Regions from separate parts of the Canis lupus genome. Here region 1 is linked to region 2. The links are chromatin contacts, called in public Hi-C maps. All regions are on one chromosome and are shown on one strand. Each heading gives the region's core, a stretch centred on a gene start, on an enhancer-like site or on the middle of the called end of the contact. The rest is flanking DNA. Distances are from core to core; before and after follow the strand shown.

The links. Hi-C and Micro-C count contacts between places; a contact is called where the count stands out from the background.
Region 1: a Hi-C map of blood shows a contact between it and region 2, with 4 times the contacts expected there. The contact joins the promoter of SEC24B here to the promoter of CFI in region 2. A contact is called at or near these places in 4 of 9 Hi-C or Micro-C datasets (amygdala, blood and skin fibroblasts).

Annotation. Positions count from the first base shown.
Region 1 is chr32:10,214,720-10,220,395 of UU_Cfam_GSD_1.0, forward strand. It overlaps SEC24B (protein transport protein Sec24B), which reads right to left and starts at 4,073. Exons shown (of 23, transcript XM_038581922.1): 1 at 3,933-4,073. The coding sequence starts at 4,059. LOC111093675 (a long non-coding RNA gene) reads left to right here and starts at 5,277. Exons shown (of 5, transcript XR_005382519.1): 1 at 5,277-5,676.
Region 2 is chr32:9,893,420-9,899,344 of UU_Cfam_GSD_1.0, forward strand. It overlaps CFI (complement factor I), which reads left to right and starts at 1,719. Exons shown (of 14, transcript XM_038581907.1): 1 at 1,719-1,987. GAR1 (H/ACA ribonucleoprotein complex subunit 1) reads right to left here. Exons shown (of 7, transcript XM_038581916.1): 2 at 820-1,026. The coding sequence starts at 1,015.

The DNA of each region.
Region 1 (5,676 bases), core at 2,823-5,322, 320 kb after region 2:
TGCTCGTGAAAAACTGAAGTAGAGAAATACAAGTACACAAAAGGAAGTTTAAGGGAACTATGTAATAGACTCAAAGAAGTCAAACTGTATCTTCAAATGAATGGGGAAAAGCATATGAGCAGTTAAACCCAAAAACCAAAAGTGATAATGAAGTCTCAGTTTTCAGCCTATTCCCTACCCTTTCCAAAAAAAAAAAAAAAAAAAAGTCTCTAAAAAGACTTTCTACATACAGTCTCTTAATAGAAAGAAGACTGGACTTGGAATTAGGAACACTGAATTGGACTTGATTAACAAATGTTTAATGAATACTTGAATGTACATCAGTGACAAGAGAGACATCTGCCATCCTCACAAAGTTTACACAGCAATTGGTGAAAAACATACCCACTTAACCTTTCCAGATCTCGATTTGATCTATAAAATTTGAGAAGTGAACTGTTTTTTCTGACTGCACTCCAAAAAACACCTGAACCTCTATTTTTTTTATTTTTTTTTTAAAGATTTTATTTATTTATTCATAGAGAGAGAGAGAGAGAGAGGCAGAGACACAGGCAGAGGGAGAAGCAGGCTCCATGCAGGGAGCCCGATGTGGGACTCGATCCTGGGTCTCCAGGATCATACCCTGGGCTGCAGGAGGCGCTAAACCGCTGCGCCACTGGGGCTGCCCTGAACCTCTATTTAAACCGTAACAGCTCTGCTTTTTTTCTGATTTCTCCATCAGTGCTCTATCCACTATTTCCTTTGGAAAAAAATAAATGTTTTTTTAAAATGTTGGATAACCACTAAAATAAGTGATCTCTAGATACCATTTCAGTTTAACAATTCTGTCTCCTGTAATGTTACATATGCACACTTCTGACTTGTTTCTTTTTGCCATGTCTGGAATTCCATTGAGACACATGAAAAGGCAAACTATTTCATGTAGGGCTAAAGAATAAACCAATACCCAAGGACTGCTTAATCTTTATTATAAATGCCAATACAATGTAGAAAACATAATTTTTTCTAAGATTAGCAAAACAAAACAAAACAAAAAAAAGGGGCACCCCAGTCACTTAGCGGTTTAGAGCCGCCTTCAGCCCAGGGCATGATCCTGGAGTCCCAGGATTGAGTCCCATGTCAGGCTCCCTGCATGGAGCCTGCTTCTCTCTCTGCCTGTGTCTCTGCCTCTCTCTCTCTCTCTCTCTAATAAATAAATGAAATCTTAAAAAAAAAAAAAAAATAGATTTGATCTTCTCTACTTAAGCTACTTCCTTCCACAAAAACAATAAAAAATTTGACCCTAGTTCTTTATCCTTTTTGTTTAATTGAGGTATAATTGACATATGCTCTATTAGTTTCCGGTATACAACATAATGACTCAATATTTGTATAAATTACAAAAATGATCACTATAATAAGTCTAGTTAACATCTGTCACCATACATAGTTACAGATTTTTTTTCCCTTGTGATGAGAACTGGTAAAATTTACTCTTAGCCTATTTCTTTATCTTAATTTCCAAATTCCTTGACCATGACATTTAAGGCCTTTCTGCAACCTGACTCCTTTTTAAGTAGTATTCCTTACAGCTTCTGTGCCTTGGGTTCTCCCTATTACCCAGCACACTTCTTGCCTCTTGACAGCTTAGTTTCTAAACATGCCTGCACTTTCACAATTTTGAGACTTTTGTTCATGCTATAAATCTCTGTCTCAAGATATTCTTGTCCTCTTATTGTTACCCATCAAATCCCTCAAGGTCAGAAGCAACTGGAATGTCAATAAAATACAGGTGAATTTAGGAGAAAGGCAGGAATTCTATTTTTCTACTAGGCTAATCTTAATTACCTGAATGGCAAACATGCAACAAATGCTGAAATGAATTATGTTAATGTTTATAAACGGTAGAAACAAACATCACTTAAATTTGGCTTCTAATGTTCTTACAGATCTAATATCCTCATTACAACTGATATTCTGGCATTTCTTGAGCCTTCACAAAATTTGTAAGGCTAAGTAAGATCAGTATTTGCCACTTTATTTTTTTAAATTTTTATTTATAAAGAAGGGCATGGTTTTTTGTTTTAAGATTTTATTTATTTATTCATAAGAGACACACACACACAGAGAGAGAGAGAGAGGCAGAGAGACACAGGCAGAGGGAGAAGCAGGCTCCACACTGGGAGCCCGATGTGGGACTCGATCCTGGGTCTCCAGGATCATACCCTGGGTTGAGGGCGGCGCCAAACTGCTAAGCCACCAGGGCTGCCCAGTATTTGCCACTTTAAAAATCATTCACTAACACAATAATGCATACCCAGAAAATCAAAAAAAGACACTTCTTGGAACACTATTAAACATGGGTTTACAATATTCCAAAAGGCTTGAAATCTCTTCTTAAATTATCACGTGCTAGTTCCTTCGCTCACAAAACTGTTTAAAAACAAAACGAAAACGACAATCTGTATTAAGTTTACAAGGACAAAAACCGCTCAGAGAGTATCTTAATGTGTGCTCGGGACAGGAACACAAAGCCTACAACACTGTTCACATTCACACCCATTAGAGGAAACGACGGCTCCTGGAAATAAAGCATTATGGTTGATTCAAAGTATATTATGCCTAAGATATCACTTTTTGGGAAAAAAAAAAAACAAAAAACAAAAAACTCAACCTCTGATTCTCAGCATAAACTTATGATAAACTTCATGTTTGAAAAGTATCAGCTGTCAAAACCACATACTGGCTAAACTGATTTATATAGCCCAGTGAATTTTCATTAACTGGATAAAAGAGGTCAGTTCAACAATTGTTTGAAAAGTACTAGTGTAGTCCTGCTGTCTCACACAGGGCATTTTTCTTAAGCATTCAATCACTGGCGAGGGTTCTCATCCAAGATACTATAACCTGAGTTCCCCCTTCCCAGGCCCCATCCGTAAACATGCAGATCCCAAGATGAGGTCATAAATGGCCTAGAAATGATCATTTTTCACTTGAACCTCCTGCATTCTGAAAGCCTACGACCTTAGCATGAAAGCGGCTTTCAAGTCGACAGGCTGCTGCCGGCATCAAGGCCTTTTCTTCCCCCGACGCGGGGCCAACTCCGGCACGCTTTTGTATTTCAAAAGTGAAGCTGAGGAGGGGTGAGGGGTGGGGTGGGGAAAGACACCCAGATCTAAAGGTATTCGTTTAAATAAAGCCGTTTGACACCTGCTCCCTTTGCAACGCGACCAAGCAAACTTCCAAACGCTAGAGCAGCCGCCGCAGCTGCAATGACAGGTCTCGCAGGCCGAACTGGGTCAGGGTTACGGTCACACTTCATGTTGCATATTTACACCCTTTTGTCTACAAACTTGAGCGCTCACTTAAGTTCCCTTCAAGGCCACGTGCTCGCAGGGCCGCAGAAATCAAAGCAATTCTGCTGCGACGGGGAAGGGCGGCAGCCCCGCAGCCCGAGGGCCACAGCAGCCTTCCCCGGACCGCGCACTCCGCGCGGCCTCGGCTTCTCGCCGGCGACAGGGTCGCCCGGGGCAACTCGCCGGCGCCCCGGCCGGGCTGGAGGACCTCTCCTCGGAGGCCGGGCCCCGCCTTTGCCGCCTCCGGCTAACCCCCGGCGCTTTCGGGCCCAGGGTCACGTTACGTAAGCAGCCCCGGCCCCGGCTTCCCCGGGTCGGCCCCCGCCTCCGCGCCAGGGCGCCCCTCCCCCTCCCCCTCCCCCTCCCCCGCGGCCCGCGGCCCCCCCTCGCAGCCCGGCCCCCCTCGGCGCGGCCTCCGCCCGCGGCCTCCGCCCGGCGCCCCCAACCCGGCAGCCCCCGCCCCAACGCCCCACCCCCCGGCCCGGCCCGGCCCGGCCCGGCCCGGCCCGGCCCGGCCCGGCGGGTCCCGAGCGCCAGCGCCAGGCTGCCCGCCGCGCTAGGCCCCGCGCCGCGCTCTGCCGGGGCCGCCCGCCTCACCGTTCTGCTGGTGCGGCGCCGGGCCCGGGCCTGCGGGCGCCGCGGCTCCTGAGGCGCTGGCCCCGCCAAGCTTGGGCGGGATCCGGGCGCTGGCGGCCGGATGAGGGGACTCGGCGGGGGCCGACATGACGGCGCTGCTGGCGGCGGCGGCGGCGGCGGCGGCGGCGGCTCCGCTCCGGGGAGGTGGGCGGAGGGAAGGGAAGGCGGGGCCCGAGAGGCGAAAGGAAGAGGAAGGAACGCGCCCGGCGTCACCGAGGGAGTCGCCCGGGACTGCGGTCGGGCTGCCGGCGCTGCCCCGCGGAGCCTCGCTCGGCCGCCAGGCCTCCGGCCCCCGGCCCGGTCCTGCCCGGTCCTGCCCTGCTGCGCGCCCCGAGCCCCGAGCCCCGAGCGCGCGCCTCCGGCCTGGGGTCGGTCCTCGCGCCGCGGGCCCGGGGCCGTCGCCGCCACGCCCCCTGCAGGCCGCCGCCCGGCGACTTCAGGCCCGAGGCGGGGCCGGGGCTGCGGCCTCACCGCGCGCGGGGCGGCGGCGGCGCAGGCCCCGGCGCAGCAGCGGGGGTCGCCCTGAGGCGGGAGGGGGGGCAGCCCGGGAGGAGAAGGGAAGCCGGCGGGCGGTGCGGGGAGGGGACCCGACAGCCGCGGGGGGACAGCCGGAGCCCGGGCCACGCCGCCCGGGCGGACCCCACCCACCCGCCTCCCTCCGAGGGGGAGCCCTGCGTTCCAGTTTGGGTTTGTTTGTTTGTTTTAAGATTTTATTTATTTATTCATGACAGAGAGAGAGAGAGAGAGGCAGAGACACAGGCAGAGGGAGGAGCAGGCTCCATGCAGGGAGCCCGACGTGGGACTCGATCCCGGGTCTCCAGGATCCCGCCCTGCGCTGAAGGCGGCGCTAAACCGCTGAGCCACCGGGAGGCCCCCGTGTTGGTTTTTTTTTTTTTTTTAATTTTTATTTATTTATGATAGTCACACAGAGAGAGAGAGAGAGAGGCAGAGACACAGGCAGAGGGAGAAGCAGGCTCCATGCACCGGGAGCCCGACGTGGGATTCGATCCCGGGTCTCCAGGATCGCGCCCCGGGCCAAAGGCAGGCGCCAAACCGCTGCGCCCCCCAGGGATCCCCCCGTGTTGGGTTTTAATGTCGAATTATTTTCCCCCCCCTTGATGTTAATTCTAAAGGAAATATGGGATTCTAAATCCCCTGCAAAAGAAGGGGAAACATTCCGCGTTGATAAACACAGGAATCGAAGTAGGAGTTGCACCATTCTAAACTTTTCCCACTGACTGCAATCCAGGGAAGAAAAAGGAAAAAAAAAAAGGGGGGGGGGGGTAAGAAACTGGAAAACAAACTTTAACTTCTTTATGATTTTTACCAAGGGTTGCTTCATTCTGTTGGTGTTTAGGAAAGAAGCTTATATAGGGGCGTCTGGGTGGCCCAGGGAGTTAAGCTTCTGCCCGTGGCTGGGGTCCTGATCCCTAGGTCCTGGGACGGAGCCCCGCTCCTTGCTTCTCCCTCTCCCCTCTACTCGAGCTCTCTCTTGCTATCTCTCTCAAATAAAATCTTGAAAAAAAAAAAAAAAAAAGCCAGAGCAACCAAAGCAAAAACTCTGTTTGCTTTTTCTACATAGAAATCTTTGATGCCCTGACCTGTCCCAGCATGGTAATTGACAAGCAAGTCTTAGACTACGTTAGCGAAGTCGTTTTGCCATTTTGGAATCCTGAGTACGGCACCATCATTCTGTATTAGGAAT
Region 2 (5,925 bases), core at 469-2,968:
AATTTATTTCCATTGAAATTGCTCTCCCATCAAACCCGTCCTTTTTTTTCTCCTCACTTTCACTACCCTCACAGTGCATCATGCACGGACTGTTGCATGCTTGTGGGCTACTTCACATAGACCTATGACTCTAGCCATTGCACTCTTCAAACCATTTTGCACACTGATCCAACCAGTGTGAGGTTGCACTCTCTTCATCACTTCTCCTTTTTGATGTAGGCTTCTACTATCAAATCTGTCTCACGTCCCAGGACTTCCATCCCACCTCATTGATAATTACTTCAAATCTACTCTCATTAGGTTTTTTTTCCTTGGCTTCCCTCCCCTCTGTAGATTCCCTAACAAGCAATTTTCCTCACTTCTCTTACTTATGAAAAGCAATGGAGAGCATGGGCTTTGGAGTCAGAAAACGTGGCTTTGTAGCTCAAACGGATCACTTATTAATATGATGCCAGCAAAGAAACTTATTACTACGACCCTAGCAAAGAAACTCAACTCTCACGGTTTTCTTACCTGTAAAACGGGGACAACAGGAATAAACACACAGTATTACCTACTTAATAACTTCCTTTCAGCCCAAGCTCAAGTTCCACCTCCACGACGCATTCTAAGTGTTGTTCTGCCTTCTTGATCGCCCCTTTACATTTGAGCGCTACAACACGATTGTAAGTCAGCTTACAGCATCTCCAGACCCGATTCCCCAACCCAGCAGCAACTTCCATAGGAGAGCTGCTAGAGCTGCCTTTCAGCACGCTCATTTCCCAAACTTAAACCCACAACCTCCGCCCCCAAGTAGGTTAAGCTTTGAAACCGACATACAAACTACGTGCTCCGGAGGTCCTTGGTCTTGGCCTTTGTTAAAGCCTCCGCGGCCACCTCCTCGTCCAAATCCTCCTCTACCACCACCGCCGCCTCGGAAATTACCGCCTCCACCTCGGAAGTGGTTGTTGCTTCCGCCGCGACTGAAGCCACCACCTCGATTAAAGCCTCCACGACCACCGCCTCGAAAAGACATGCTTACTCTACCTGGTAAGAAAAACAGTACGTATCTTTTTGGTCATTGTGGCCTCTGGGTGCACCACCCTCTGTGCCACGGTCAGAACATCATACAGCGGGACAGTAAGAAGTACAGCAACCTTGCCACCTCGCCCAAGGCCAAGCCGCCAGAGATGAACCCGAGGGTGAGGCGTGTCACCTTCCCGTTGCCCTGTGCGCGCGGACCGACCGCTCACCAGCCTCTCCGCCCCCGGTCAGTATCTCCTCCCCCAGCAGGCAGAAAGGTCTTCACGCCACATTCCCTTCCTTCCCCCCTCCCTCCGTAGCTGGGTCCCGCGTCCAGACATCCTCAGACCCCTCTGCTCGCCACCGCAACGCACCGGAGCCACGTGCACCTCCGGCCCCGCTGCCCCCACCCACCCGCCAGCCCGGTACTTCCGCCGTGAACGAGCCTCCTCGGCCACCGTACCCGCACAAAGGTGGCGGGGAGCGACAAGAAATTCGAACGACTGATTTACAAAAAAAGCCAGTCACCGGCAGAACCGGGGGCGCTGTCCCATTTCCAAAACGGCCTTCAGCGCTGGAAGAGCGGCGCTACTACCCACCGTCAAACAGTAGTTTACGGCAGTCGCGTCCGTTTGCCTACGAGGAGCGGAGGAAATGACGTATAATAGTGGCGTCCGTTGACTCGAGAAGTTGCCGGAAGTGCGGCCGCGCTGTTGCCCCGGGAGATGGTTGGCGTGAGAGTTCCGCCCCCCTCTCCCGGGGACCTGGCGGTTCCAGGTGGCTGGGAGCTGGTGGGGAGCCCTGGCTTCTCAGGCTGCAGAATGGTCTCCTCGTTCGTTAGTTCGTCGCCAGCCCCAGCAACTGTACTGCCCCGTCTCTGAGTTTGCAGCTGCGCTGTACGCAGGGGTGGATCTGGTGGGGTCGCAACCCGCGCAGGGCTTCCTGCGTTCTTCTGAGCGCGTGTGTTTCTTCCGGACCTTTTGAGGTAAGCTCGACTGTGAGGTGAACCGGGGCGGTCCTTTTGTCCCGTCGTTACGCTTCGTTAAAGGAAGGGGGGACGTGCGTGCACGTGTGTTCTTTTCTTTAAAAATGTTTTTTTTTGGGGGGGATCCCTGGGTGGCGCAGCGGTTTGGCGCCTGCCTTTGGCCCAGGGCGCGATCCTGGAGACCCGGGATCGAATCCCACGTCGGGCTCCCGGTGCATGGAGCCTGCTTCTCCCTCTGCCTGTGTCTCTGCCTCTCTCTCTCTCTCTCTCTCTCTCTCTGTGACTATCATAAATAAATAAAAAAAAATTTTAAAAAATGTTTTTTTTTACTAAAAATAAAATAAATAAAAATGTTTTTTCTTTAAAAGTATATTTTATGTAACAAAAAGCGAAGCCGTATTTTTAAAAAAATTATTTTAAAGATTTCATTTATTCATTCATGAGAGGGAGAAACAGGCTCCATGCAGGGAGCCCGACATGGGACTCGATCCCAGATCTCCAGGATCACGCCCTGGGCTGCAGGCGGCGCTAAACTGCTGAGCCACCGGGGCCTTTTTTTTTTTTTTTTTTTTACCTTTTAGTTAGGCGATCTCTACACCCAACATAGGGCTGGGACTCACAGCTGGGAGCGGAAGAGTGTCAGGCTCTTCTGACTGAGCCAGCCAGGGGTCCCTGGAGAGTAGGTTTTGAGCACTGACACAGGCCGTGGACCATCTATGCTACAAGCCCCTCTATCCTTTTTTTCCTTTAAGACCTTCATACCTAATTTAAGCTTCCGGTGAGATTTCTCTACCAAGGAAAGCTAGTGATCTCCTATTTGTTAAATTTGGTTGGTCTCTTTTATACTGGAATCTTTCGAGACCTTCCTTCCTTTGGTATTTGACACAGTCCACCTCCTCTTCTTTGAAAGGGTGGGGATTGGTACCTGCTTCAGAGGGCTGATGTAATTGGGAAGAACTTTGTGAGCTTCGCTATGGGAATACTAGTGATGTAGTTTTGGAAATATAGGTGAGGTTTGCTGGGGTGAAGTCCAGAGCCAACCACCAAGAAAGAATTCTTGAGACGTCTTTGGTGCAAAATGGTGGTTTTGTTTTGTTTTGTTTTGTTTTGTTTTGTTTTGTTTTGTTTTTTTTAAAGCATGGGGGCAGGACCCACAGGCAGGAAGAGTGCTGCTGCCCCCCGGCTAGTGAGGGCTGGCTGATTATATACCTGGGAGTTGAAGGTAAGGAAAAGGGAAGTTTCAAAAAGATTTCCGTATGTTGGGGAGGACCTGTAAGATACTGGAGGCCTTGCAGTTGTCAAGTTGATATGAGAGAGCTTGGTTCTTGCCTCATGGAGTTGAAGAATGAATCTCATGGACAATAGAGAGTGAGCAAAGCGATAAAAGTTTAGTAAGCAGAGGTACAGAGAAAGTTCTCAGAAGCCAGAGGGGTCCCCACAGGATTGCCACAGGGCTTTTAGTGGCAGTCTTTGATTGAGAACCGGGCCAGGGAGCCCAGTGGCCTTGAGATTCTTGTGCAGTCTTGGATTGATCAGAGAGTATTGATAACACCATAATGACTGACTTCTTTGTGGTCTTGTGAGTTTCCGTGATTACTTAGTAACCATCAAAGGGAGATACTCCCCAACATTTTGGAGCTAGGAAGCCAGGTTTATTATTTTTCTCTGTTTTTACTGTCTTTGTTTTCTTGGGATGGGTGGGAGCCTGACTCTGGACCTTTCGTTTATGGGAACCCACAGATTTCTGGGAGCTTGATTCTCAGCCTTTCCCTTAACTTTCCCTGCCTAGCCCCATTTGCCGCTCCTTCCTACATCAAAGTTAAGTTGTTTTTCCTCTAGCGGGGCATTAACATTAAGATACTTGGGAACTTCCTGGGGGAAAGTCACATATATTCCCACCTAGGAGTGGAAGGGGGGTGTTGCAGGGTGTGAGCTTGTGCTTTGTCCTCAGCTAGCCTTCTGTTCCCTCATCACTAGGAATCACAATATGTTTTCTGCACTATTCTAAGCCCCTAAGAAGCCTAGATATAAAAGGAACTTGATAAATGTATTTTTATTCATATTTGGTAAATGTATTTTAAATACTGTATATCATGAAGAATATTATTCATAACGGCCCTGCCCTATTTTGCTTTGCTTCATTTAACTTTTATGTTCAGCGTTTAGCTCCATTTGGGGTCCGCTTTTATTTCTAACTCACTGTGATAAAAATTATTGAAGTTTTATAAGACCTTCAGGATTACCTGGTACCCCTTTATTTTACTTCTTGACAGCAAGAAAGTAACATTCAGAGACGTGAAGTAACTTCAGCCACTTAGAGGAACAAAGTAGAACCCTAGAGTCTCAGAGTTTTCAGTCCTTTTCGGTCCCAACCCTCATCTCTTATTCTTCCCAAATTGTGCGTCATTCCCGTTCCCTGTTAGTCTTCATGATAGCACCATACCCTTGGTTTCTGAATCTTTGGACTCAGACCTCTGAGTACTCTGCTCTATCATTGTTATCAATCTAATTTGTTACACAATAAGAGAAACTAATACAGATTTTGGTTCTAATTTGTTACACAATAAGAAAAACTAATACAGATTTTGGTTCTCAGCGCAAACAGGATGTTTGCGCTGAGAAGTGGACTGTGGTAATACTTCCAAGAAAATAGGCGAGATTTTGCCAAATTCTTTGAAGATCAAGAATGGCTGCAGAAACTAGCCTACTTAGGAGACATTTTTTCCTTACATGACCTTGTTGAATTGGTTGAGTACGTGCGGCTCAATCTCACGACCTTGAGATCATCACATTGGACTTTAAGTCGTGTTTGTAAAACAGTTTCTAACAAAGTGTAAAACAAGAAAACTACACAAGGAAATCAGAAAGGAAAAATGAAATCTTTATAATTCACTCTTAATGACAAGCTCCATGTTTTGCAATCACAAAATTACAAAACAACAGGGAGGCATCTGAGTCATAGCTTTACTTAGAATTTACTCCTTGATTTTTTTTTTTTAATCATATCAGGGAAAGTTTGTTTGCTCTCTGGTAGCTGTGGGTATGGAGAGGCTGAGGAAGGATAAGGAGATGATACAGTTCAAGAGGGAGAAGCTGATGCCATCAACCTATCACTACCCTCTCAGTACAATTCAGCACTCACTAATTATCAATAGCATCCCCTATCTCACATCAAAAACAGAGTGGACTCTACCAAATGGACATAGTCATGCAGACACTGCCATATAGCTGAAAAGTCTCTAGCAAAATTACTAACAGAGCTGCTTGATCACTTTTCATTACTGCAAGTACTGGCATTGCATGGAGAAGGAAAGTCAAAAAAATTAAAAATTTTCCCCTTTCTTTTTTTTTTTGAATTCCTAGTGACTTCTCACAGAATTCCTAACGGCATCTACAGAACCCAACTGAGAAATCTACACTAGATTCTAAGTTCCCGAAGAATGGACACTACAGTTTGTTTTGGAATCCTAAGCATTTAGCACAGTGCCTATAAAAAAAAAAAAAAAAATGCCCAATAAGTATTTGTTACCTGAACTAAACTGAACTTTATAATTTGAATTTCTGACCATTTATTGTGTTTGTCAACAAAGTGACTACAGAATAATGGACAAAGAGATTATAAAAGAAATGGAGGGGGATGCCTGGGTGGCTCAGCGGTTGAGCATCTGCCTTCAGCTCAGGGCATGATCCCGGGATCCAGGATTGAGTCCCACATCAGGCTCCTTACAGGAAGCCTGCTTCTCCCTCTGCCTGTGTGTCTGCCTCTCTCTCTCTCTCTCTCTCTCTCTCGAATAAATAAATAAAATCTTTAAAAAAAAAAATGGAGGGAAAAAGAAAGCATATAAGTAGCATACATCCATTTGTGCTACTGAAAAGTTAGGGAATCTAATTAAAATACTTGGTAAGGAGATATTCTAAACAACAGAGAAGAGAAAGGG